Linked DNA regions of Mus musculus: regions 1, 3 and 4 are each linked to region 2. Evidence: chromatin contacts called from public HiChIP or PLAC-seq data. All regions are on one chromosome and are shown on one strand. The core of a region is the stretch at or near the end of the contact, and the rest is flanking DNA. Distances in the headings are between cores, read along the strand shown.

Region 1 (7,008 bases), core at 346-2,845, 350 kb after region 2:
AAAATATGTATACAGAGTTGTATTTTATTTTAAAATGTGTATGGTACATTCATATAATAAAATGTTATTCATCCATGTAAAGAAATGAGTATCAAGACACAAAACGACAAGGGGGAACCTAAACACCTACTGAAACACGAAAGAGGCCATCTGAAGAGCTTATACACTGAATGATTCCCATTATTCTCAAAGGGGCAAAACTTTAGAAGTCAATAAGATCAGTCATGGAAAGGAAAGGAGCAAGGAGAGGGGTGAATGAATGGGGGATGCACAGAGGAGTTTTAACCATGAAAAGATTGTTTTACATCTTAATGTGGATATATGAGAATATGAATTTGTCCAAGTCCAGAAAACTGTACAATACAAAGAGTGGACCCTAATATAAACTATAGGCTGTTGGTAATCACACTGAGCTAATATTCAGTTGCAAGAAATGTACCACACTAACACAAGAAATTAATAATAGAAGCTAAATAGAAGATACAGAGGGAAAAAACTCTACTATCAGCTCAGTCCTCTTTAAGTTTAAAACTACTCTAAATGTTTAAGCTATGAACTTTTAAATGTGTATGTGTGCATATAAGTGTATACACAAGGTCTGGAGAGATGGCTCAGCGGTTAAGAGCACTGACTGCTCTGCCACAGGTCCTGAGTTCAATTTCTAGCAACCACATGGTGGCTCACAACCAACTGTAATGGGATCCAATGCACTCTTCTAATGTGTGTCTGAAGACAGCTGCAGTGTACTTATATAAATAAAAAATAAATATCATAAAAAATGTTTTAAAAAAATAAGTGTATACACAAACGTATACAGTAAATGTGTTACACACTCACTGCAGGGTGCTTAGCAAAGTACAGTACTTAGTACCACACAGCCTTAGCTCAAGGGTAAGGTCAAGTTCTGCAAGGGGAAAATCTGATCCTAATACTAACTGTATGAGGTCTTATGCAATTGTCTCTTTAGCCTTAGTGTCTCCATCTGTAAAGTAGCAAACACAGCAATCCCTTCTATGATAATGCTGCATGCAAAATGCTTACCTCGTGCAGAATGCCTAATGAAAATGAAAAGCTCGAAATAACCGTGCACTATGAAGGCAAAATTATTATTTACAAAATGACTGAAGTCATTTCAGATGCCAAGTTTGCGTCAATACAAACCTATCAATAATAGCCTTGTTTGGGGCCTCAGATTCTTAATTGTGTTACTTAGAATGCAGTCCTCATTGCCTGAGAGCCAGTCCATATAATTCAGCCATTCTTTACTCCATAAATGTTATTTTTCATCCAGGTTTGGCCCTACATTCAGGCTCAGGCCCTAGAACCCCTTCTTTCTGTCCTCCCGTCCCATCCAGACCCGCTACCGTTCAGGCTCCGCCCCTGTCTCCTACCCACTCCTTCCCCTAACACATTACTCCTTTCTTTTCCCGACGCTGAAAAAAGCCCCTACCCAGATACTCGTAGTCCGGTAGAGCTAGGCGCTCGGGACTCAGCATCCTTTGACCGGGTAGTTTCCACGCTCCAGCTTTCTTCTTCCGGAACCCAGGTTACAGCCTGTCTCTGTTGCCATGGCACCCAGGCGGCCAGAGGAGAACTAGAAGGCTGAGAGGGTGTCACGTAAACAGTCTCCGACTGGCAACGTAGAGCCTATCACACAAGTTCCGGAAGCAGTCACTTAGAGTCTGATTTTCTTTAACTCCTATTTTTGGGATTTGGTTTTAGAATCTGTGAATTAAATTCTCTGAATGTGTCGTATTTTGTGATGCTGAAGAATTACTATCAGTGGCTCATATCTGCAATTTCTGGATTTCATAGTTTCTGTTTATTCTAACAATAATGATCATGTATGGCCTCGCCTAACACTGAGATCTCATTATCTATTATTAATCACTTTTAGGATTTACTCTTTCAAGTTGGTACAAAATGTTCTTTGTATCTTGGCAGCTTCTGGAGGTCGGGGATACGTCTTTAGCATAGAGATACTACTAAGGGCCACTGAGCAATCCAAGGGACCCCATGTGGTGAAAACAGCCTACCAACTCCTCCAAGTTGTCCTCTGACCTCCACAAATCCCCTGCCCCAAATATATATCTCGACAGGGTCTCACTGTATTGCCCAGTCGGGCTTAGAACTTGATGTGTAGACCAGGATAGCCTTGAATTTAAGAGATCTGCCTGAGCCTGCAGCTCTCAGAGGTTTTAATGTTTTAAAGGTGTGTGCCCCTACACCCGGTAAAATGCAATTTTTAAAACTACTCATCAAGTCCTCTGTAAGTTAATGACCATTCCTCTCAAATTCCCTTTAGCCGTTTGAGACTGCTTCTACTTCCTATTATTTGACATCTTGTCCAAGTGCCTTTCCTTTTTCCTACAAAGTCACTTCATTTCTCAAAGGAAATGGGTCAGAAACTAGAGCATTTATTACATATCCTCAGCTCTATCCTTTCTGAAGAAGAAAGACTATTCCTTTCTTTTCAAATAACCAGATTTTCTTATCTCCTCTCTCTGTGCAAGAACAGGAAAGAGATCTGTACAGTGTCACAGTCCAAACCTAGCAGAAAAAGCCACTCGATCCTCACTTTTGTTTTGTTTTGTTTTGTTTTGTTTTGTTTTGAAGTAAGTCCCTGCCCCTTCAACAAGGAGAAGTTTTCGAAAGAGGAGAGGTTTTGTGACAAAGAAAGAAAACGAAATTGATGTCATCAAAGGAGTGACTGGGAATCCCACAGACCACCTACACTGGAGTAAGTAAAGAGGAGGCTCTTCTCTTATGTTCTGAGGGGCCTATTCTTAGTCTCCCCAAAGGAGCTACTCAGACCTTGTAATTCTCCCTTTCCCTTAAATTTGTATATATGTCTCAATTCTAGGCTCCTGTGAGTCACTCTGAATTTGGATGTGGTAAGGAGAAAGGGACAGAGCCACACAAGGGACAGTGTTTGGTGTTCTGAGGTAATGAATTTTCCAGGTTGGTAGTTGTTGATATGAAGTCCTGCAAGTTTTGTTAAAAATAATTAACTTCTCCTTCCTCTACCCCTCCTCCATGCAGCTTGAGGGTATAGAAATTTAATGATTTTTCATATTGGGCTTATTATTATTGTAATGTAAATAGAGTAATAATAAAATTTTAAAAATTGAGATAGAGTCTTACATATCTCAGGCTGGCCTGAAACTCACTAGGTTGCCAAAGATGACCTTGAACTTCTGATCCCCCTGCCTCCATCTCTGGATTGCTGAGATTATAAGCATGGAACACCAAGTCTGTTTTATTTGAAGCTGGTATGGAAAGCAGCCATGTTAGTCAAGCACTCTATCAACTGGCTACAACCCTATCTCTAGGATGGTATTTGTTAACGATGACCATGTTGTCTTACTCCCAAGAAATCTGATTTTCAGATGATTTTCACATATTTTCATGTGTCCTCATGAGAACTAAGGCAATTACCCTGTTTCTAAGTAGGAGAACTGAGGCATGGGTCATAAAAAAAGGGACTTGCTTAATATCATCCATCTAGCCAGTGGGAGGGCTGGAAGTGGATCTCCACTACATCAACATCCAGGCTAGTGGTCTGACCACTAAACCACACAATCTTTTTTAGGGATTGTTGGGTTGGTGTTTATTTACTTATTTTTCTTTTTGTTCTGTCTTGCAAGCGACTGGGAGCTCCCAGATAAAAGCAGAAAGTTTTGAATTCAGGCTACACACTTGACATCCTCTTATTTGTGGAACATTATCCTGGGACTTGGAGAGTGCTGCTATTGGGGTCTGTGTGGTGAAGCTGGGAACCAGCCCCAAGAATAGAGCTTTGTTTGGACATTAACCCATTTGCGGTTATAATAATGATAAGTTTCAGCACCAGTGGCGCCTGACTGTTAATGACTCAAAGAAAGCTAAATAAGAACAAGATGTCATCGCTGGAGAGATGTGTAGGTCTTTTCTACAGTTCCATTCCTTCTGTTAAAGTTCCAAGGATCCTTATGCTAAAAGCTAGTCTTCCACTCTAAGTGTTCTAAACACTGTATTTGTAAGGAAGCCTAGAAAGGACAAGAGGTTACTAGTCTAGAGCTTTAAATATCAGGGATTTCATAGAAATATATTGGCTGTTCCTACTGGTGTAATTACTAACTATGTCTTCTTTCTTGGTATTTTTTTTCTATATCCTTCGAATTATCCATCTATTAAGAACTGAAAGCAAACAATGATAAGTATGATGACCTTTCTGATAATGTTTGTGCTTCCAAGGAGAAGCCACTGATTTGGGGATTTCTCTCTGGTCACACATTACATAATTTGGCAACACATACATGGTAGACTGATTTTTCAGTGAAACATGCACATTCGGTTTTAGAATAGAGATGAGAGCTGGGGAGATGGCTCAGTAGTTATGAGTGTGCACTGCTCTTGCAGAGGAACTGAGTTCAGTTCCCAACACCCACACTGGGAGGCTCACAACCTTGTATAACTCCAGCACCAGGTGATCTAGCACCCTCTTCTGGACTCTGCATGCATCTGCACTCACACACACACACACACACACACACACACACACACAAATATATATATATATATTTTTTTAAATAAATATATAAAAGAGTTCTAGAGGTATATATTTTGTGATCCAGTTGAGAGTTAGTGAAAAAATATTAGCCTTCAATTTAGGTGGATTTTCAGGATTATCATAACATATTTCTAAAAATTTACTAAAACAAATAATCACTTAGACAAATCAATCAATCAAAAGATGACTCCACACTCCTGGGGAAAACAAACAAAACAAAACAAAACACCCAAAACCCAAAAAGCACATGGCAGGGCTGGGTCAAAAATGGCTCAGTAAGAGCTCTTGCTGACTTCAGATCCCTAAAACACACACACACACACACACACACACACACACACACACATTAAAAATGGGCATGGCTGCATGTGCTTATAATCACAGTACTGGGGAGGCAGAAGTGGAGACAGCAGGATCACTGGGGCTTACTGACGACCAGCAGAAATGAAGAACAAGCAAGCTCCAGGTTCAGTGAGAGATTCTATGTCAAGGGGACAAGGTGAAGAGCAATAGAGGTAGATTTTTTTTTTCCTCCTCCAGCCTCCATAAACAGAGGCACATACAATACCAACCTACCAGGCAAGACTGTGGGGACAACCAAGGACTCACTGACTGGTTTGAGACCCTGCTGCACAGGAGGGAATTCGAGTCTTATATTGGCTTGGAAGGTCACAGACCCTAGGAACAGTTTCTACTACTGTTGTTCTGCTAAATGGACATGTTGCAAACTGCCTTCTAAAGAGGGGGCAGAAAGCATGTAAGCCAAAGGGTGGCAAAGAATGCGGTGAATAAGGGCTTCTGGACCTGACACGGCTGTGTCTTCATGAACTCACTGAAACTCTGGATCAAGGCCTGTCAGTCAAGCAACACTAAATGAAACTCAGTGGCTTACAGAAATAAAGGATACAAGAGAGTGAACACGTTGACACACTGGGGAAGTCTGAGGGGGAGGGTTGTGGGTGGATGGGATCAAGATACATTGTATACACGTATTAAAAAAGCAAAAAGCAGCAAAGACTAGAACAGGCTCTTCCCATAGGGTAGAATGAAGACACCAAGCCCAAATCGAAGATGCACCCACGTTGGGACATACTGATTTGTCAACTTACTACACTATAATGTCTGATTGCGTAAAGAGAAATTTAATAGATATGTTTAGGTCTGCAAATGACCTAGTTAGGACGGATAAAGAAAAAAAGGTGAAGACTACAGAAAAGTAAACACATGGTTTTTAACCTCAGGGAAACAGCAAGGAAAGAAGAAATGAAAGTTGGATTATTGTGCTACAAAACAGGTTCGAGAAACTAGGATGCGCTTTGTCAGTTCATCTGGCAGAAGGATGCTAAAGGCAAAACAGCCACTAAGAAATTCAGGTCATGAAGTGAGTGCTGAGCCACTGGGCAATTCTTGAAAGACATAAAGCTTTCGAAAAGCACAGAGGCGGCTAAGGGTTATGTCACTGCCTGAGATGCAACATGTACACATTTTAAAAATGCTATCTAATCATTATGAATTGCCATACAAGTCAACAGACCAGAGTTCTGGGAAAAAGTCAAATATAAAGAAAATGTCATGCCAGGAGTATCGGCACATGCCTTTAATCTCAGCCCTCAGAAGGCAGAGGGAGGTGAGCCTCTGAGTTTGAGGCCAGCCTGAGCCACATACTGAGACTGCCTCAAAACAAACAAACAAAAAAAAGAAACAAACAAAGAAAGAAAAGAAAGAAAGAGATGTCCTTAAACTCTTGGGTATTTAAGAATCACTAAGGCTTTATACATAGTTAAAAGGACATTGCCTAAATTTAACTGGAGCTAAAGGCAATTAGAGACTTTTACCTTCTTGGTTTTTTTCATATTTTCAAAGGCTACAAAAATTTGGTAATTATGTTGTCAAATCCCTTGTAAGGGAAGGGAATTTCTGATCCTCCACCTTCTCCACAGGGTTTAGTTGTATAGATCATGCTGACCTTGAGCTCAGATTGTCCTAGCCTCTGTCTCAGAGCTGGAACTACAGATATGTGTCACCTCATCTTCCAAAGTTGTTATTGCTGTTGTTATTTGTAAAGTCCTCTGCTAGAATGCACATTCCTTGAAAGTCAAGGCTGCCTGTCTTCATTCATCTCTAAACGTCAAGGGCTGTTCACAGTGTCTGCCAGAAGGCAGGTGCACAATAAATCCCTGGTGAATGCATTAGCTTCCTTATAGACTGTAGGACTCAAAAGCAAAGGTCATTCAATCCATGGGATTTATGACCCCTTAGCAAACAGTTCATAAAACAAATTTATTTAATAAAGATGCCCCCAAAATGGAAGGTACTAACTGATGGTGGTGGCACAGGCCTATAGTCATAGCTACTTAGAAGCCTGAGACCAAAGTAAGCCTTGAAACCAAGAGTTCAGAATTAGCCTGGGCAACACAGTGAAATTCCACCTCTAGATAAATAATAAAATTAAAGAT
Region 2 (6,909 bases), core at 2,403-4,902:
AGCAGGTCGCTGGAGGCGAGAGGGGAAGAGGCCTTGGGAGTGAAGGCAGAGCAGTGGGCTCAGCCACAGGATCCTGTCATGCAGAGGATGGGCCTTAGCCCACACAGTTCTAGAGAGTTTGGTCTTAAATTTCCTTGTGTTCTCCCCTCTCCCTCCATTGCCAGGTCTATTTTGTACTAGGGATTGCACTCAGGACACTAAGCATACACTTTATAATTGAGACCTTCCAAACCACCCTGGATCTCCTTTTACTTTTTTAAAAATTATTTTGCTGGGCAGTGATAGTGTACCTCTTTAATCCCAGCACTTGGAAGACAGAGGCAGGCAGATCTCTGAGATGGAGGTCAGCCTGGTCTACAGAGTGAGTTTCAGTTAGGACAGCCAGGGCTAAAAAGAGAAAACCCTTTCAAGAAGAAGAAAGGAGAAGGAGAAGAAGAAGGAGAAGAAAGAGAAGAGAAGAGAAGAGAAGACAAGAGATGAGAAGAGAAGAAAAGAAAAGAGAAAAAAACTTTTTAGAGAATTATTTATGTGATCAAGGTTGTTTTATTTTTATTTTTTTTTCCTATATGTGCATCATGTGTGTGCCAAAAGAGGACATTGGTTCTCCTGGGACTGGTGTTACATACAGCTGTGAGCCACCATGTAGGTACTGGGAATGGAGCATAGGTCTTTTGCAAGGGCTACAAATCTGTCAACCACTCTGTCATCTTTCTGGGTACCCCTGGCTCTCTTTTATGGGCTGCCTCAGGCAGACATAGGACAAAAGAATGATTCTTTTCCTGGAGGCCTTTGAACCTTATGCTTTGGGAACACATCCTACCTGGTCTCCTGTCTGTGATCATCAGATAAATCTCTCACTCCCCGCTTAGAACAAACAGAAACTCCATTGATGATGCTGTATTTGGCCCAGGCTCCTGGGCTTAACAGTAAAGGTTTCCCATCATGCCTTTCTCCCAACCACAGCGATGGCAGCTCACTGCTCCAAGTTCTTCTCTAACTCTCTGCCTCCTCAGTCAGTCTGCATTGTGTGATAGCCTCTGCCCACTGTTCCCAGGATGTCCTTTCTGTGACTCTGATCAAATGACTTGGCCCCACACATACCCACTCCCCGTCTCTTGCATTCTCTCCACAAAGCCCACAATCTGTCTGCACATCTCCCCACGGGCCTGTTTGTGAGCCTTTAGGTCCAGCTCATAGAAATCGCTGAGTGAAATGTTTGTGGCTGGATGAACGCAGAAATGAGTACACATGCTCATAGAGAAAATAAGCTAGGGTCTGGGGATGAAAGCTGACAGAGAGGCTTTCCCACACTTAAGGCCCCGAGTTCAATCCCCAGCACCACATAAACTGAGCAATTGGATGTGGTGGCCACGTCTTTGAAGGTGGAGGCAGGAGGATCAAAAGACCAAAGTTATTCTCAGTTATTAAAAAAAAAGTTCAAGGATAGTCTGGGCTAGAGATCCTAAGAAAAACAAGGTGGGGTGAGTGAAGGGGGGAGGGGGGAAGAAGGAAAAGAAGGAGAGAGAGAGAGAGAGAGAGAGAGAGAGAGAGGAGGGAAAGAAGGATGGACACAAGTTGAGGAAGGAGTGAAGCGAGAAAGGAAGGAAAGAAGAGTTTAGGGTTTGGCAAGGGGCTCCCTCCAGCACCATCGAGGCAAAAATGAGAAGATAAATACAAATTTGAAGATAGCCTGGTCTATACAGCAAGCTCCAGGCTAGCCCAGGATACCATAAGCAAGATCTTACTAAAACAATCCAAAGCAATGGATTAATGAATGAAAATAACAGTTGGGGCCTGGTTCTCACATCCCAGACCATTCTCCCCCTATAATCCAGTTACCTGGAGCTCAGCCTATTTGGTGGAAACATGAAGAACTACAACTGCTGGCGTAGAGTGAGTTTGTGTCTTCCCTAACCTCAGAGAGGGGCCTGAGTCAGGTTCCTGGGAGCCCTGAGGACATGTGATCTGGACCCCCTGGGGAGTCCCAAGTGTGTCTGCAAGAAAAGAGAGGATGGAGGTGAAGGTGATGGTGGGACCCTTCCTTTTCTGCTGGCAGTAAGAAACTACCGGGGTATATGGAGGGATCAGGCTAGTTTTTACATAAAGCAAGAGGTTAAAGTATACACAGGAGGAAGCTAATTGACCAAGAAGTTCTCCTTAGACAGGGGACTGTGGCATACACTTTAAAGCCCAGCACTCGGGAGGCAAAGGCAGGTATAGAGCGAGTTCCGTGACAGTCAAGGCTACACAGAGAAACTGTCTCAAAAAGACAAAAACAAAACAAGTTCTTGCTCAACCGAGCAGTCTCCCTAGAGGTGTGTGTGTCCTTGGAGTCAGAAGTGGGGGACAGGTGTGTGTGGAGGAAAAGAACTATTGCTCTACTCTCTAGACTGGATGTCTGAAGGACAGGAAACCCTTCCACTTTCCCAGAACTCAGCATAGAGCTTGGTTAACATAGGGAAGATGCATGGATGGATGGATGGATGGATGGATGGATATGTAAATAGGTAGACTGATTAATAGTTAAGTGGATGGATGGGTGGATGGATGGTTGGATGGATGGATGGATGGATGGATGGATGGATGGATGGATGGAAAAGTGCATTGAGAATAGATAAGTAGATGAGTAGACTGGGAGATGGATGGATATAGGCAGACTAATGAATTAATGGATATATAGATTAAGTGAATAGATGGATGTGTGGGTGGAAGAATGTATGTGTAGACAAATGATGGATGGATGGACAGATGGATGGATGGATGGATGGATGGACAGGTGGCCAGATTGACAGAAGGTCATATAGTAGATAAAGAAATAAAAATACAAACTGTTAGCAGATGGATGGGCTGATGTACGGACAGACAAGTGGCTAAATGAGCACGTTGCTAACCGCGAGGGTAAGCAGACGAGCTGACTGGCAGCTCAGAAATGAGCAGTTGGTTGAACAGAGATGTGTAGACGGATGGGTGGTGTGATGGGCTGGAGAGATGAGCAGACAATCAGAAAGAGACAAGGATAGGAAAACAGAGGAAAGAAGAAACGTGCGAGGAAGGTTTATAAAGGAGGAAGTCTAGATCGTAACGTTCAAGGGTTGGAGAAACCGGGAGAACTGGGCTGGGAACAATGTCCTTAGGGATCTGACACCAGCTGTGGTACTTAGCTGGGAGGGGAGGGGATCAGAAGCCAATGTCCTTCCCAATTGGAAGGGAAGCCCACTTGAGAAGTCTGGAAAGGAGATAAAATGTGGGAGACCCAGTGTCTACTGTTGGCCCTAATTGGCTTAGGACGATCTAGCAGATATTGCAGGGCCTACAGGAAGAGCCAAGCCTGGCAGCCTTGGGACCAAAGTCCTCCACCTGACAAATTCACCCTCAAAATTAGGGATCCACGCTCTCGCTATTCTGACCCCCCGAAGAGGGGACTCTTGGCCACCAGAGGGGACTGAGAAGAAATCGGTATTATTAGGCTAAAAGAACAGTGGACTACTTCAGCAAGGCCTAGCGACCGGAGCAGCAGAAGCCTTCCATGGTAGTGCTAGCCTTTCTCCCTCCCAGCCCCAGTTTCCTCTGGGCAGGGGCCTGGCCCCCTGTCTTCCCAGGGCTGCCCTTTGAGAACCACCTGCCCCAGCCGGCCAGAGACTTCCTGTAGCGCAAGAGATTTATGCAAACGGGCTGGGGCGGTGATGTCACCCCAAGGGGACTATCTCCCAGTGGCAGGCCCTTCGATAAAATCAGGAACTTGTGCTGGCCCTGCAATGTCAAGGGAGGGGGCTCACCCAGGGCTCCTGTAGCTCAGGGGGCAGGCCTGAGCCCTGCGTCTGACCCACGACCGTCCAGTCCCCCGACGGGGCACCTGGTCCTGAGGGGGATCCGCCTTGATCCCCACCGAAGCAGGGGATCTGACCAACCTGGAGCTCAGCTGGATGTTACAGGCGTGCAAAATGGAAGGGTTTTCCCTCACCGCCCCTGTGAGTACTGGGGCTTCACTACCAGCCCAGCCTGGGGCTTTGGGATGTGTGACCATCTGCCCACTAACCCACCAGCCCACCCGATGCCCTCCGGCTCCCTATCAGTGGGAAGTTGGTGTTTCCTCCCCGGAGCTGCTGGTCTGAGACCCAGCGAGGGGCCATTGGCTTCCTTAGAGCATGCCCTGGCGGGCTGAGGGTTGCCGGCTGGCCCCATGGTGGGGCTGTGATCGGTGGGGCCTGAACAGCTATTTATAGATGGGTTCAGTGGCAGGCCGAACTCTAGGGCAGGGTTCTGGGTTGAAGATGGCGAGGGCGGCTCCTGAGAGGCCATGGATGAGGAGATCTGGAGACTGGCCTAGGAGTCTCTGGAGGCAACAGGAGAGGTTTCAACTCAAGACCTGTGGGCTCCTGAGGCAAAGGCTATTAGAACTCGAAGTCACCCGTGGGTCCCCAACATTCAGTTTGTGGCCTGGCTGTTGATCCAAGTGTTTGGGCTTTGGGCCTACATGGATCTGAGAGTCTTGGGCAGTGACCAAGACTGGCTTCTTAGGGCCAGGCCGGGCAAGAGAAGAACAGAGCAGAAACCCTGCAGTTAGATTGTGGCTAGAACTTAGCTCAATGAGAAATCGGGTGAAGAATGGACTGGGGCCAGAATGGGACGGAGATTGGGACTGGAGTGAGAAGATCTGGCTAGAGTTAAGGTGGGGCAGGGACAGGGACACTAGCAGGTGGGAGGATCCCACCTGTTCCTCCTGTTTTCAGTGACAGTCACAGCTTTGGGCGAATGGCAGCCCAGAATCCCTTAGAGAGGACCCTCTTGCTTTCTCCTACCCTTGGAGGTGTTGGGGCAGTGAGGAAAAGCTGAGCAGGGCCTGCCCACCTGACTCAGCGTTCCTGAACTAGAGACAGATCTCTTCTCTATCCCTTCCAGCCCTCCGTAGCACCTCAGGCCTGACATCGTAGTCAGTGTCCTGCAACAGGGGCAGGCCTAGTGTGCTGCCTGGAAACCCAGGGAAGAGGGCCAGCTTCTGGTCTCCTCACAGGATAGAAGACAGGCTCGCCAAATCTCACTGTTCTCTCCTTTACCCTGATCCCCTTCTCCTGCCTGGGACGGGAAAGGTGCTGGGGCAAGCACAGGTGATGGAGGGTGTCCCAGAAGTTCACTCTGCCTCAATTAAAGCCACTGTCCCTGACCCTTGACCTCTTCTTCCTGCTGATATGGACACAGGCCAGACCTCCAGTTCCCACACCAGCTCTTTAGCCCCTCTCTCCAGCCTCAGGAGCCTCTCTCCAGCCTCAACCAAGTATCTCTTGAGTGGACCGGCTCTCAAGGCAGCCCTGGCCCACCAAGCAAGGCCACTGTAACTATTGTGCAATCCTTGGGCACACTCTGTGGTTGTGGGGAGAAGCCCAGTGACTGACGGGAAGGCTCTGAGTGCATATCCCTGTGCCTAGCAAGTGAGAGATGGAGGAGATGAGGGAGGCAGAGGAGAAAGAAGATGGGGAAAGAAGGGAAGAAAGACAAAGGAAGGAGAGGAGGACAAAGAGGAGGGAAGAGAGAAATTAATGGTGGCAGGGAGTCTCCCATCAAAAGGACAGTGGAGGGAGGAGGCAAAAGGGACAGTTCCTTGATCCCCAAAATCTGCCTGGGTGACCTTCGTACAAACAAATAATCAACATGACAGTCATCATGTCGGACTGTGCCTTCTTGAGACTAGATGGACAGCGGCTAACAGGAGGGGAGGAGTCAGGGTCAGGCGGTAACAGAGGGCCCCAAGGTAGCACTGGAGAGTGGGACCTGGTTGGTTCTGAAAGGCATGTGAATGTACTGATGGCTGGGACTCGATGTGAGCCTGTGTGTGTCAATATATATGTGTGTGCCTGCAGGGGGTGAGAGAACAGTGGGTGTCTGTGAGTGTGAGCAGATGTATAGGCCTGTGTGAGACGGGGGGGGGGGGGGCTCACGAGAGGGTGAGGATGCCTGTGTGTGAGACCGAGACAGGAACCCAAGAGTGAGTGTGTGGACATGTGAGAGTGAGTCTCCACGGCTTTGGGTATAAGTGTGTCACAGGGAGTGTTTGTACGTGTGGGGGAAGATGAGTTGGTGGGAACGGGAGAGGGCAACAGGCCCCCATGGTCATAGGTGTGTGTGGAACGGTGCAGTGGATAATAAGAGAAGTGAGGAAGGGGCTGTATGCACCCTCTCTTTAGCCCTGGATCTGCTGACCTCTGACCTCTCTACCTCATTGTTAGCACGCTGTCCTGAACTTCCCGCACCGCCTTACCCACTGTGTCCCTGAATGCTCTGGATTCGAAGCAAAGGCTGGGCAGCTCCCAGGTGCCCCAGTCAGGGAAGGTCACAGGCCTCAAACTTAGCTTTAAACCTCACTGGAATATCTTCAACAGCTCAGGCTCGACACCTTTCTCTCTCGGCAGCCATCGGATGACTTGGTTACTTACGATTCAGAGCTATACCAACGTCCAATGCATGACTACTACTCCTTCGTGGGCAGCGATGGAGAAAGCCATAGCGGTGAGTACCTGGTCCTCCACCCCTCATCCCAGCATGCCCTGGGGCTGGAGAGAGGAAAAGACTCCTGAAGTTACTTGGAATTCTGAGAGTAAGATGCAGGCAGCAACTTCATCCCTGTATCCCACAATGTCAGCCCTATCTCTGATCCCTGAGCATCTTCTTGTGCCAAGGGCAAATTTAGTTTCTTTCTCATTTATCTTGTCTGGTCCTTGGGGACTTTAAAAAAAATAGATTTATTTTCATACAAAATATTCTTATTGTGGGTCGCCCTTCCCCAACTCATTCCAGATTCTCTCCACCATCCAAATCCACACCTTCACTTTCTCTCTGATTAGGAAACAAATAGACACTTAAAAATAACATAAGATAAAATAAAAACAAACCAGAATAAAAATAAAAAACAAACAG
Region 3 (6,416 bases), core at 2,766-5,265, 400 kb after region 2:
GGATTCTTGACTCAGAGCCACCGGATTTCTGGGGCTATCACGACAGCAGAATATAGCCAGAGCACAGAGTTACTTTCAGACAGAGAGACTTCCTAAGCTCCACTTCTGGGATAAGTCTTTTGTCCCTCTAGGTATGGTTGGTACTCCACAGGTCTTCGGTGCTGCTACCTACAAAGAGCTCTCAGAGACATTTGCTCTACCTCATTTCTGCCAAACACTGACTCTTGTCACTAAGAGCAGTAAGTTACCCATAGAGACTAGGTCCTTTATGAGCGATTGCTAGCCTCCACAGGCTGGGTATGAAAGCTCTAGTCTCCCAGGCTGGGTGTGAACACTCTAGCCTCCCAAGCTGGGTGTGAAAGCTCTAGCCACCTAGGGTGGGTGTGAATGCTCTAGTCCCCCAGGCTGGGTGTGAACACTCTAGCCTCTCAGGTTGGGTGTGAACACTCTAGCCTCCTAGGCTGGTTGTGAATGCTTGATGCTCCTCTTTCACCAGGTTTTAATAAATGTGGCTCAAGAAATGGCGGCTGTTCCCACCTCTGTTTACCTCGGCCTTCTGGTTTCTCCTGTGCCTGTCCCACTGGCATTCAGCTGAAGGGAGACAGGAAGACCTGTGACCCCTCTCCAGAAACCTACCTGCTCTTCTCTAGCCGAGGCTCTATTCGCCGTATCTCACTGGACACCGATGACCACACAGACGTGCACGTTCCTGTTCCTGGGCTCAACAATGTCATCTCCCTAGACTATGACAGTGTGCATGGAAAGGTCTATTACACAGATGTGTTCCTGGATGTTATCAGGTATGAGTGGCACTGGAACAGGTGGGGGACACAGACCTGATCCTGAGCAGTCATGTGTGAGGTTACATTCTCTATTGACGAATAAGCGGACTGGATGGCTTGGCCGTTTGACATGGAGTTAGATTTCTGACCACTTCACAGTGGTCCACACTTACATTGCTTGTTTGCTGTTTTGGTGACTGTAAAGCTACTCAGGGGCCTGAGATTGGAAGATCGATAGTTAGAGGCCTCATAGGCAAGGTCCAGTCTCAAAAGAGTAAGAGCAGAGTTGCTTACCATGGTTCCCCACCTACAATCTCAGCCCTTAGGAGGCCGAGGCAGGATGGCTTGGGTTGACGATCAGCCTGGACAATGTAGCAACCTTCTGTCTCAAAAACAATAAACAGGATGCAGCTCAGAGTGCTCGGGAAGTGCACTCTGAAAGTGAAAGCACTGGGGGGTGGGGGGGTGGGGGTCTCAGCAGAGCCGGAAGTGATCGCTTGAGGTAGAAAGATCACAAGTTCAAGTTCAAGGCCATCTTTGGCTATATAATGAGCTAGCTCGAGGCCTGGGCTGCGCTGTGTGAGACATCTCAAAAACGTGTGTGTATGTATGTGTATGTGTGTGTGTCTGTGTGTCTGTGTCTGTATGTGTGTCTGTCTCTGTGTGTCTGTCTCTGTGTGTCTGTCTGTGTCTGTGTGTGTGTCTGTCTGTGTCTGTGAGTATGTGTGTGTCTCTGTGTGTGTGTGTGTGTGTCTGTCTGTGTCTGTGTGTGTGTCTGTCTGTGTCTGTGAGTATGTGTGTGTCTCTGTGTGTGTCTGTGTATGTATCACAGAAACCTGGTATGTTAAACAAACAAACATGATGCCAAGTTGGGAACCTGGAGCTTCCACACTAGTGTCAGGCCCTGAGGGGACTCTAAGAGCCCTCTAAGGCAGGTGAAAAGTTAGAAGCTATATTGTGGCATAGGGACCTTAGCCCAACATTAAGTTTTATATTGCTTTACCTGGATATTTTGAGTGACTTTTTTTTTGCTATTATTTTTATTATTCTTTTTTTTTAAAGATTTATTTATTTATTATATGTAAGTACACTGTAGCTGTCTTCAGACACACCAGAAGAGGGCATCAGATCTCTGTTACAGGTGGTTGTGAGCCACCATGTGGTTGCTGGGATTTGAACTTCTGACCTTTGGAAGAGCAGTCGGGTGCTCTTACCCCCTGAGCCATCTCACCAGCCCCTTTTATTATTCTTTATATTTCTTATTTCAACACAACTCAAGAATATGATATCATGTCAATACTAGAGACTTACCATGGCAGAAATTCTTACATGGGATATAGAAATCTTTGCCTTTGTTCTCCTGAGGGTGCATTCAGATTTCATGTGGTGTGTGCAGTTTAGAGAAATCCCCCAGGTGACTACGACGTAATCCTTGTCCCTGGTGCATTAGTTTCTGTTTAAAAGCACAGATCGGTTTTAGCAAACCTTTCCTTTCTGTCTCTGCTTTGCTTTGCTTTGCTTTGCTCTCGAGACTGAACCCAGGGCCAGAGTTCTACCACTGACCTACACTCTCAGCCCCAATCTACCTGTCTAATAATCACCCCAGGTAGCAATTCTTGTGTCCTCACAGGATATATTAGGAATGACTTAATTTGTCCTACGGCAAACCCTATACATCCAAACCCTCTTGAAGGAAACAGTCTTAAGATAATCTGCCTGTATTGAGCACCCACCATTGCTGGGTACTGAGGAACATGCTGTATCTGTCTCTATAGAGTTTATAGTGAATTTCAGGGTACGATTTCTGGTTAGTCTGGTTACTCGAGCAGCCCTGCATTGTCCCTAAGGCGAGCAGACCTGAATGGCAGCAACATGGAGACTGTTATTGGACACGGGCTTAAGACCACTGACGGGCTGGCAGTGGACTGGGTTGCCAGAAACCTGTACTGGACAGATACCGGCCGAAATACCATCGAAGCATCTCGGCTAGATGGATCCTGTCGCAAAGTGCTAATCAACAACAGTCTAGACGAGCCCCGGGCCATTGCTGTTTTCCCCAGAAAGGGGTAAGTTCATGTCTAGCGGGAAAGAGTTCCAGTCTAGAAGGGACTGGTAGAAAAGCAGCTCCCAGAATGTGTTTACAGATTAATGGGTGGGTGGTAGCCACTATATTCTGCCAATCTCTTTGTGACAATGGCGCTATTGTATCTTAGGTACCTCTTCTGGACAGACTGGGGCCACATTGCCAAGATTGAACGGGCAAACCTGGATGGCTCTGAGAGGAAGGTCCTCATCAACACAGACCTAGGCTGGCCCAACGGCCTCACCTTGGACTATGATACCCGCAGGTGAGGACCCTGGTCCAGACAGCTGCCTGGGAATAGAGGGCGGGCCAAGGAGAGCACAGAGGTTGGCATGGGGGTGGGGGGGGGAGAAAATATGGAAAATCCCTGGACAGATGAGGAAGAGGAAACAGGGAAAGGGGTAAGACAATGCAGTCAGGCCGGGCGTGGTGGCGCACGCCTTTAATCCCAGCACTCGGGAGGCAGAGGCAGGCGGATTTCTGAGTTCAAGGCCAACCTGGTCTACAGAGTGAGTTCCAGGACAGCCAGGGCTACACAGAGAAACCCTGTCTCGAAAAACCAAAATAAATTAAAAAAAAAAAAAAAAAAAGACAATGCAGTCAGCACCAGGCTTGCTGAATCCAGCCCTGAGCCTTCAGTGGCTTTGGTCTCCTTGGTTTGCAAGTTCTGAGGATTATCAGTAGACAGACTGTGTCCTATTTTACATATCCATTTAGGGTCTTAGATTTGTGGCTTACCTGCAGAAGCAATAGGCTCTGGGATTGGTAATTTCTCCTCTAGATTAGGGTGAAAAAAAGGGAAGGGCAGAGGAGGGTGACTTCCCCTTCCTGCCCCCGGAGGAAAAGAATTAAGGTCAGGTCACCTGGAGAGTTGGTAGGGTGACCTCTTCTTTTAACCTTGGTTAGGTAGGGCCACATGGCCTGAACCCTTTCTGAAGACCATTTATAAAACTGTGGGCTTAGATTTCCGGCTAGGACCCAAAGGGTGATCAAGTTGCCAAGGAAAGGCTGCGGGTGGTCCTAAATTCTCTGTGTCCCCACAGCTTCAGGTTCCCTGCTTATGAGTTACATTCTGTTCTTTAGCTGTGGGGCTCATGGTGACCTCTCGTCAGGAGTGTTTCCTGACTGCGCCTGCCAGTTCAGCTTGGGGAGGAACAGGAAGCACCTTATGGGGAAGAACCATCTGCCCCACCCCCTTCTCTTTCTCTTCTCAGGATCTACTGGGTAGATGCACATCTGGATCGGATCGAGAGTGCTGACCTCAATGGGAAGCTGAGGCAGGTCTTGGTCAGCCATGTGTCCCACCCCTTTGCCCTCACACAGGTACTGGCTCAGGAGAGAGGTAACTAGACCTCCCTGACTAGGGTGTTTCCTGGGGATCCTAAGCCACTTAGAGAGTACTCTGCTATCCTGGCCCAGCACTTCCGTGTTCTGTCATTTGAAGGCCTGGCTCTCAAAAAGAGGTGCAACTTGTGCCGGGGCCCTGGCTATAGAGAAGTTGCTTTGTGATGACTGAGCCCAGGAACATGGCATTTTGATAAGTTCCCCTGGTGAATCTACTGCTGTGCTTTTAGCTCACTTAAGTTAAAGTTTGTTAGAATGGCTAAAAGTGAGAGATTTGATGTGGCCAGCTATTTGGTGTTTGCATGCCTTCACAATGAGCCTGAAGCCTACTTGGATAAATAACAGGACACGGGACCTCTGTAGGCTGTAGTTACCTATAAAACAAGTTGGTTTAACAGTGACATGCACTTGAAGTATGCACTAGTGTCAACATAGGACGTAGCCCTCTGCGAACACGAGACATACTGTATTAATTGCTTACTGACAACAGCAAATTAAGGAAGGGAAGGTTTATTCTGGCTCACAGTTCAAAGGTTCAGTCCATCATAACAGAGAAGACATGACGGCAGGAGCAGGAGGCAGCTGGTCACAGTGTAATGCAGTCAGGAGGCAGACATTGGTGCATGCTGTGCCTGGCTACCTCTCCTTTTTAGTCCCATCCAGGACCACAGCCTGCTCACATTTAAAGTGAATCTTCTCACCTTAATTAACTTACTCTAGCAACCGCTCTGGCATGCCTTGAAGTTTTTTCCATGATGATCTCTAAATCCCATCAACTTGACATTCACAATTAACCACCAAGTCGGTGAGGTGGCTTATAGGTCTCTGAGTTCAAGGCTGGACTGGTCTGTGCTGGCAGGATCCTTAGTAAGACTCTGTCTCAAGTTAAAACAGAGATCTGCCATCACATGTAACTAGTTCAATTACTCCTAACCTTATCTGGGATAGTTCAACACAACAGGTAACCTGAAGGAACTATGTGGCAGTGATGGTTGTAATCCCAGCAACTTGGAGGTGAGGCAGGAGGATTCAAGGTTATCCCCAACTACATAGCTAGTTTGATGCTAGGTTGGGCTATATGAGACCATGTCTAAAAAAAAAAAAAAGAAAAGAAAAGAAAGGAAGGAAGGAAGGAAGGAAAGAATAAGAAAGAAAAGAAGAGAAAAAAGAGAAGGAAAGAATTTGGGATAAGATAATGAACACTGAGTCTAAAAGAGATTCTCAGACACTGAGAAGTTCTCCCTGCTTGGCGAGCATCACCCTTTTTTTTTTTTTCTATTTTTAAGTGTTGGAGATTGAACCTGTAGCACTCTGCCACAGAACTACACCCTCAACCCTGTACTGTGTATTTGATGTTTACCCACCACAAAGGGTTTATCTGAATTTACCTGGCAATAGGCTAACGCAGAATATATTTTCTCAATCTACAAATGTCTTCCAGAATTTCTAACATTCTACCACTGAGGAGGAAGACAATAATACTTTCATTTCCCCTCTCACCCTTGGCTGAGAATGTCACTTCCAGGGCATTGTCAGGAAGCTGTCCATGTAAATAAGCGGACTATGGAAATCAGGGTTTTGAACAAAAAGACCCATATGGCAAAGGATGAAATGAACCTCTGGATTCCTGTTTGTTGGGTAATGAGCTAGTCTCTCATTTGACTGAGAACTGAGTGTGGGTGCTGCAGACTCGGAGATGAATCAAGCGCATTCTTTTTTTTTTTTAATTTAAATTTTTAAAAACTTTTTATTGGTTCTCTGTGAGTTTCACACCATGCACCCCAGTCCCACTCATCTCCTGTCCCTTCGTACTTGCCCTCCACCTTTGCAACCTCTTCCACAAAAGAGAAAAAAAATCAGTAGTGTGTCACAGCCGCTCACAATCACATTCTTGATGCAGGAACTTGGGCTGGAGGCATATGGCTGTAACTCTAGCACTTGAGAGGAAGAGGCAATAGGTTATTGAGTGTGAAGCCTACCTGAGCTACACAGTGAGTTCCAGGCTAACTTGTGCTACATAGCAAGATTGTCTCAAAAAAAAAAAAAAAAAAAAGGTTAGGCATTGTGAGGTCTGTCTATAATTCTAACACGTGGGAGGTAGAGACAGGAGGGTTACAACTTCAGAGCCATCATCAACTATATAGTAAATTTGAGACCAATCTAGGCTACGTGAGAGCTCAATAAACAAAAACAAAGAATATAAACAA
Region 4 (7,119 bases), core at 2,113-4,612, 380 kb after region 2:
GTGAAGATGACTCTGATGAGCAGGACTGTCGTGAGTGTTGGGAAGGGCCAGGCAAATTCCACGGGCTCTGTCGGGTAAGGGTTTTCAGTCAGAAAATGATGCCCCTGGGTCTATTTGAGCTCTCGGGTCTTCAGCTCTTTTCTGTCCTTTACCCCTCATCTCTTGATGAGCTAAGCCCACAAGAGGTGAGCACCTCCCCAGGAGTGCTGGGGTCAGCATTGGGACTGTTGACTGCCCTAGAAGGCTTTATTGAGGGGCTTGGAGGCAATGTGCTCTTCGGAGCAGCACTGTGCCTGACTCATCTGTGACCACAGCCCCCCGGGAGTGTGAGGAGGACGAATTCCCCTGCCAGAACGGCTACTGCATTCGGAGTCTGTGGCACTGTGATGGGGACAACGACTGTGGTGACAACAGTGACGAGCAATGCGGTGAGTGGGAGCAGAAAGAGGTCAAGAAGGGGGTCTAGGGTAGGAGCGCCTGTGGGAGGAGACAGGAGCAAAGGGCTGTGCTACCTGACCTGAAACTGCTCCAGGGATGTGGTGCAGCTGAGAGAAGGCAGGTGGGCAGAGTAGTCTATCCTGTCAGGAGCGTGGACCTCCCCCTACCCTGGAAAGTAAGGAGGATGGTGAGATCCTATGGGACTCCTGTCTCATTGCACCCCTAGACATGCGCAAGTGCTCAGACAAGGAATTCCGCTGCAGCGACGGCAGCTGCATTGCTGAGCATTGGTACTGCGATGGTGACACAGACTGCAAAGATGGCTCTGATGAGGAAAGCTGCCGTGAGTGTCCCTACCCCTGAGGCGCTGGGCTGGCACGGTGACCAAGGGCTCCGGTTCCTAGCTAAGGATTGACTGAGAGGGTCCTGTGCAGGCAAGGGAGTGGGCGTTCCAAAGGAGCATGTCGGGGACGTAACTCATACAGATGCTTGCTTAGCAGCCTTGGTTTCTATCCACTTCTGGTCCACTAGCGTGTAGAAGTCTGTAGTGCCATCACAAAGGAAAGCCGGTTTGTAGCATTCTGGAGGAAGACACCTTGCCCCTGTCAAGAATCAGGCCCCTGTCCCTAGTCACTAAGGTCTGAGGAGGGCTGCTTTCCCTTCCAGCTTCAGCAGTACCCTCTCCTCCTTGCAACCTGGAAGAGTTCCAGTGCGCCTATGGCCGCTGCATCCTCGACATCTACCACTGTGACGGAGATGACGACTGTGGAGACTGGTCAGACGAGTCTGACTGCTGTGAGTGCTCTGGCTAGCTGGGAGGAGGGGCAGCCAGACAGGAGGAGCTTCCTCCAGTGTCAGGGCACAGGTGCCAGCTGGGGCGGAAACAGTGTCTGAAATCCACGGTCCCTCTGGGGAGGAGCTGGAGTGTTGGGAGGGGCGGGAGATGGGACTTGGGACTTTCTGCTCTTCCACGAGGTGCTGTGTGCACGGTCTGGCTAGAGACAGAAGACCTTTGTTTCCCCAGCCTCCCACCAGCCCTGCCGCTCTGGGGAATTCATGTGTGACAGTGGCCTGTGCATCAACTCGGGCTGGCGCTGTGATGGTGATGCAGACTGTGATGACCAGTCTGATGAACGCAACTGCAGTGAGTTGGGGGTAGCATCAAAGGCTTGGGGGGCCAAGGAGAAGGGTTTGGGTGCAGATAGAGCATGAAGACATAGTGAACAGCTATACAGTTGTGTGGTTGTATGCTGCACAGAGGCACTATATCTAAAGGATACCTGTCGCCTAGTAGTCCACAGACTTGTAGACACACCATGGCAGTTAAAATAGTAGGCGGAAGTAAGGGACTCTGAGGAAAGGTCACCTGGTTCATAAAGAGATACCTTCTGCAACACCACCATCAAGAAGAGTAGCCTGTGTACTTTGGGAGGCAGAGAGTTTCAGGCTGGGGTGGGAGGACCAGCCTTTCTTCCATTAATTAGGTCTTTGCTCTGTCCAGCCACCTCCATGTGCACAGCCGAACAGTTTCGCTGTCGGTCAGGCCGTTGCGTCCGTCTGTCCTGGCGCTGTGATGGGGAGGATGACTGTGCGGACAACAGCGATGAAGAAAACTGTGAGAACACAGGTGGAGTCCCCAGCGGTATCCCCGCCCTGCCCTAATGTTGGGAGTGGGAGGCAGAGAAGCAAAGGGAACATTGCCATTGCTTTCAATGGCCTGGACTTGCCCTGCCCTTCCCAGTGAGTAGGGTCAGATCCAGCTGTTGGAGCAGGGGAGATAGCACTTGCTATGCAAGCACAAGGACCCAAGTTCAAATCCCTAGCACCCAAGTTAAAAAGCTAGGTATGGCTGTGAGTGCCTGTAACACCACCGCTGGGGGGGGAAGAGAAAGTCAGACCCCTGAAGCTCATTAACCAACCAGCCTCACCAAATGGCCAGCTCCTGATTCAATGAGAAACCTTGTCTCAAGGCAATAAGACAGAGAATGAACGATAAAGTTATCAGATATTGTCCTTGGCCTCTGCACACACAGGTATGGGCACACATACCCATATTCATAGTCACATGCGTGTACCACACATCCACACAACATATCACATACGTACACACACATGCACATGCACAATCCAGATGCGCTGAGGAACTGTGTACAGTTCTTGAACACAGAGTCAAGGCTGTGAGTCTTTGCAGCTGCTCAAATTCTCACTTCCAATCTGGCCTTGGGAGGAAGGGCTGTTGTCCAGCCAGTAGCCCAGTGTCTACTTCCACTCTGCAGGAAGGACTGGCAGTCTCTGCGTCTGCTCCCCGCCCACCCCACCAGTCCCTGCTAAACCTGGTTCTGACTACAAGACTACACTCCGACTCTGTTCCCATCACTCATCCATCGTGGAATCCCAGGGAGAAAACAAACTCAGACACTCAACCAGCCTTGTCTGAGCTGTTTCCTGCCTCGGACCCCATCCCTCCCACCTTGACGCTCAGCTGGCTCCACTTTACCCTAGAAAATGACAGGCTCCTGTCCCTTGTGGACTCAAGCCCTGCCCTCCTGTGACCTGACTCTCCCCCTCCTCCCTCTCTTTCTAGGAAGCCCCCAGTGCGCCTCTGACCAGTTCCTGTGTTGGAACGGGCGCTGTATTGGGCAGAGGAAGCTGTGCAACGGGATCAACGACTGCGGTGACAGCAGTGACGAAAGTCCACAGCAGAACTGTCGTGAGTGTCTCTAGCGGGTGGGCCCTGCCCGTGGTTTGTGGCTGAGCCCCACCCCTAGGGTTCAAAGGGAGGCCTCCCTTGGGACTCTCACAGTTTTTGGGAGCTGTTCTTCGTGGTCCAGGTGGAATGCCAAGTTGGCTGGACGGGGGTGGATTCTGGGCTCGGCTCCCAACTCTGGCTTGGCTGTCACAGGGCCCCGGACGGGTGAGGAGAACTGCAATGTTAACAACGGTGGCTGTGCCCAGAAGTGTCAGATGGTGCGAGGGGCAGTGCAGTGTACCTGCCACACAGGCTACCGGCTCACAGAGGATGGGAGAACGTGCCAGGGTGAGCTGGGGCCTGTTGGGGGTGGGGGGAAGGAGGGGAGGGAAGCTGGGTGACATATCAGATGGGTGTGACCTTGACTCATCGTTACACTGACCCTGGGAAGTAGGGATCATTTCTCTCATTTTGCAGATAGGGAAACAGAAGTGCAGAGAGTATAGGTAATTTACCCAAAGCCACACAGATAGTAAGCAGCCGAGTTGGAGTTTGAAATCTGAGACTCCATGACCTCAAAGCCCGAACCACTGGTTACACAGTTTCCCTCCTGGCTGTGGCAGTGGATGGGGATATGGAGCTGTGACCAGGGAGACAATGGGGTGGCTTAGGAGTGTGTGGGAAGATGGTTGTAGGCAGGCTTCCTCACCCTGCCTGGTATCCACAGATGTAAACGAATGTGCTGAGGAGGGGTACTGCAGCCAGGGCTGCACAAACACTGAAGGGGCTTTCCAGTGCTGGTGTGAAGCAGGGTATGAGCTACGGCCCGATCGGCGCAGCTGCAAAGCTCTGGGTAAGGAGGGTTGGCACTTGCCTGGGTGGGCGGAACAGACAAAAGCCAGGTGTTAGAGCTGAGGGATTTGCTAAGATGTAGACTGATTTTTTTGCAAATTGCAATCTGGGCGCCAAGTGAAAGGCGATTGGGTTTGGGGTTAGAAAGGATTCTAGTGTTCTAGTCCAAATTTCAGCAGCTTGGGACATGCTCTAGTGGGCAAAGGGCCCCAGCTATGAGCTGAGGCCCTGAGGGTGCATGCTGATGGGTATCTGTGGCTCTGAGGCCCAGTGGGTCCTATTTCTATGCTGTGTCCAGGGCCAGAACCTGTGCTACTGTTTGCCAATCGTATCGACATCCGGCAGGTGCTCCCGCACCGCTCCGAGTACACGCTGCTACTGAACAACCTGGAGAACGCCATTGCCCTCGACTTTCATCACCGGCGGGAGCTGGTCTTCTGGTCGGATGTCACCCTGGACCGCATCCTCCGTGCCAACCTTAATGGCAGCAATGTAGAGGAGGTGGTGTCTACTGGGCTAGAGAGCCCAGGTAGGAAAACAAGGCCCTGAGTGGAGAGCCTGGAATGCCATGTGCAAAAAAACACAGCGGAAAGGGGGGGCCGGGCCAGTGTTTCCAAAGTGCACAAAGCAGAAGGCCTCTTCCAGTGAAATCTTGGGTGAAACTCTCAGATAGGAACCAACTGAGGAGTTGAAAATGCTGCTCAATTGGTAGAGTGCTTGCTTAGCATGAACACAAAGCTCTAAGCTTGATTCCCCAAGCACTGCATAAACCAGACATGATGATGCCTGCCTGTCATCTGAAGAGGTAGAAGCAAAAGGATCAGAAAAGTTCAAGGTCATTCAGTTTAAAGCCGGGCTGAGATACACGAGACCCCCATCTCCACATACAAAAAGCAATAGCTAATCTGGTGGCCTCAGGCTTATCCTACAAGCAGGTTAAGTGACTAAGAAGTCAGCAGCATCCAGGGCTGGAGTTGCAACTCAGTAGGACAGCACCTGCCTACTTATGAAAGGCACTGATTTCCATCCACACACAGCACCAGGGCGTCCAGAGTTCAAGGCCATCCCCAGCTCTGTGTGGATGAAGTGCGTGACCCCGGTCAACTGCTTGACTTCCCTTCCCACTCTGGGAAGCTCAGTGCCAAGCTCACAGAGACGATGTGTGTCAGAGTTACAACAAGGTCCTAGCCTCAGAAGCAACGTCTTGTAAGAGTCTGCTCTTGTTTCCAGGACGCAGAGCTACCTAGGGTGAATGGCTGACACTCTTCCCTTGCCTCCTCTCACCAGGGGGCCTAGCGGTGGATTGGGTCCATGACAAGCTCTACTGGACCGACTCTGGGACGTCGAGGATTGAGGTGGCTAATCTGGATGGGGCCCACCGGAAGGTGCTGCTATGGCAGAGCCTAGAGAAGCCCAGAGCCATTGCCCTACACCCCATGGAGGGGTGAGTAGGTGTCTCAAATTTCCAGGTCCCTCCTGCAGCAGGCAGGGATTGTTCTCAGGCCTCTGGGCCAGGCACTGTGGGTCTTCCTCAGAGCAGTGTTGGCAATATGGACTCTGTACCCAGATGCCCTTGCGTCCTGGGTCTGTAGTGTGTGGCTGAACATCCTTGGCTTACTCAACCTCTCCGTGTTCCTTCATTTTTCTCTTTCATTCTTTTGTTTCTTTTCTTTTCTTTTGAATATATATAAGTAAACCCTTCAAACACACCAGAAGAGGGCATCTGGTCCCATTACAGATGGTTGCGAGCCACCATATGGTTGCTGGGATTTGAACTCAGGACCTCTGGAAGAGCAGTCAGTGCTTTTAATTGCTGAGCCATCTCTCCAACTCCCTCCCTCTTCATTTATTTCTTGGTTGGCAAATTAAAAACAAACACATATAAAGCAAACATAAAATAGGCATATTCGGGAGGTGACCGCAGAAGGATTGGGACTTCAGCTACAGAGTTGGTGACCAACCTAAGCTATTGAGACCCTGATCTAAATAAAGATACAACTGCTCCTACAAATATCTAAGGTTAAAATAATGAAGCATTTTGAATGGAATAAAATATACTAATTAGGTAAGTTTGAACTGCCTAGTGTTTTTTTATTAGCCCATAGAGTGAAGCTAATTAAAAATTATTATTAATTTAAAGCAGCCAGTAGTTGAGGTAATTAATATCATTAATTTGAAATAATTTTAAAAATTAATAGACAAGTCTCCTGCATTGAAGTCTCTTGAAATGAAAATTCCTAGCCTCTGGCCTGTATACATTCCATGCCACCTCTTGAGGGGATGACTCGCAAGATCCTGCAATTAGATGTCAACTGTTTGAGAAGTATGGTGTGAGGGAGAGGGGGCATAGAACAGGCCAGGCAGCAGAAGAGACTGAGAAAGAAGAGCCTGTGTGTCCTAACATATACACTGCACTCTCTCGTCGTCTTCACGGGCTCAGGGATTGCTGTCCACTGCTCCGTTTCTAGCGCCGGTTGCACCCCTTCCATAGCAGGCACTTTTAAAAATCTGATGAACAAATGCTCTGTCTCCAGGCAATTCAATCGAGATACTTAAAACATCATTCTTCAGAACTGGTGATACAGCTCTGTGATAAAACAGTTGCCTCGCGTTAGGTTCTGGGTTTAACTCGTTGGGTTCAGTCTTCAAACACGGGGGGGAGGGAGGAAGCATTTTAAATAAGTAAATTTTTTTTTTGAAAAAAGCATACTTCAAAGCCGGGCATGGTAGCATATGCCTTTAATCCCAGTACTCAGTGAAGCAGATGGAGCTCTGAGTTTGAGGCCAGCCTGATCTACACAGTGAGTTCCAGGCCAGCCTGGTCTACATAGTGAGTGCCAGGTCAGCCAAGGCTATATAGTGAGACCCTGCCTCAAAGATAGATGATAGATAGATAGATAGATAGATAGATTGATAGATAGATAGATAGATAATAAACTAACAAACAGACACAAACAAATGAATAAACAAACGAGATGGTTTCCAGGCAAACGGGTGAAACCCAACGTGTAAAGCCGTCTCCTGTTCCGTCACCGTGGCTGTCATTCATCAGTCCTCCGCCATCCATCTCTTGACTTCCTTTCTTCCTAGAACCATTTATTGGACAGACTGGGGCAACACCCCCCGCATTGAGGCCTCCA

The links. HiChIP or PLAC-seq counts read pairs in DNA pulled down with a chosen protein or histone mark.
Region 1: a contact with region 2 is called in an H3K27ac HiChIP or PLAC-seq map of microglia, with 4 times the contacts expected there. The contact joins the promoter of 1110051M20Rik here to the promoter of Spi1 in region 2. A contact is called at or near these places in 9 of 39 promoter capture datasets (the 3T3-L1 cell line, cranial neural crest, embryonic stem cells and 4 more), 4 of 115 datasets of contacts at active chromatin or transcription factors (bone marrow-derived macrophages, craniofacial prominence, embryonic stem cells and 1 more) and 1 of 9 other capture datasets (embryonic stem cells).
Region 3: an H3K27ac HiChIP or PLAC-seq map of acute myeloid leukemia shows a contact between it and region 2, with 2.3 times the contacts expected there. The contact joins the enhancer-like site here to the promoter of Spi1 in region 2. A contact is called at or near these places in 10 of 39 promoter capture datasets (3T3-L1-derived adipocytes, cranial neural crest, embryonic stem cells and 6 more), 4 of 484 Hi-C or Micro-C datasets (embryonic stem cells, hemogenic endothelial cells, muscle stem cells and 1 more) and 5 of 115 datasets of contacts at active chromatin or transcription factors (acute myeloid leukemia, bone marrow-derived dendritic cells, bone marrow-derived macrophages and 1 more).
Region 4: a contact with region 2 is called in an H3K27ac HiChIP or PLAC-seq map of bone marrow-derived dendritic cells, with 3 times the contacts expected there. The contact joins the enhancer-like site here to the promoter of Spi1 in region 2. A contact is called at or near these places in 9 of 39 promoter capture datasets (3T3-L1-derived adipocytes, the C10 cell line, the SN4741 cell line and 6 more), 4 of 484 Hi-C or Micro-C datasets (embryonic stem cells, hemogenic endothelial cells, muscle stem cells and 1 more), 6 of 115 datasets of contacts at active chromatin or transcription factors (bone marrow-derived dendritic cells, bone marrow-derived macrophages, large pre-B cells and 2 more) and 1 of 9 other capture datasets (liver).

Annotation. Positions count from the first base shown.
Region 1 is chr2:91,443,119-91,450,126 of GRCm38.p6, forward strand. It overlaps 1110051M20Rik (RIKEN cDNA 1110051M20 gene), which reads right to left and starts at 1,596. Exons shown (of 9, transcript NM_175123.5): 1 at 1,451-1,596. The coding sequence starts at 1,496.
Region 2 is chr2:91,093,026-91,099,934 of GRCm38.p6, forward strand. It overlaps Spi1 (spleen focus forming virus (SFFV) proviral integration oncogene), which reads left to right and starts at 3,653. Exons shown (of 5, transcript NM_011355.2): 1 at 3,653-3,968; 2 at 6,405-6,501. The coding sequence starts at 3,924.
Region 3 is chr2:91,494,261-91,500,676 of GRCm38.p6, forward strand. It overlaps Lrp4 (low density lipoprotein receptor-related protein 4), which reads left to right. Exons shown (of 38, transcript NM_172668.3): 28 at 497-800; 29 at 2,630-2,848; 30 at 2,996-3,130; 31 at 4,080-4,188. Among named protein-coding and RNA genes, the nearest start is that of Ckap5, 29 kb to the right of the region's middle. Within about 2 kb of position 4,016, at least 52 of the 459 cell types and tissues checked have an H3K27ac peak or open chromatin away from gene starts, as enhancers often do. A contact at or near this core is called in acute myeloid leukemia, bone marrow-derived dendritic cells, bone marrow-derived macrophages and 1 more, where this site is marked.
Region 4 is chr2:91,473,244-91,480,362 of GRCm38.p6, forward strand. It overlaps Lrp4 (low density lipoprotein receptor-related protein 4), which reads left to right. Exons shown (of 38, transcript NM_172668.3): 3 at 1-30; 4 at 315-428; 5 at 665-781; 6 at 1,105-1,233; 7 at 1,463-1,582; 8 at 1,940-2,065; 9 at 3,023-3,148; 10 at 3,341-3,475; 11 at 3,855-3,980; 12 at 4,278-4,508; 13 at 5,267-5,423; 14 at 7,070-7,119. Among named protein-coding and RNA genes, the nearest start is that of Lrp4, 19 kb to the left of the region's middle. Within about 2 kb of position 3,363, at least 98 of the 459 cell types and tissues checked have an H3K27ac peak or open chromatin away from gene starts, as enhancers often do. A contact at or near this core is called in the SN4741 cell line, bone marrow-derived dendritic cells, bone marrow-derived macrophages and 4 more, where this site is marked.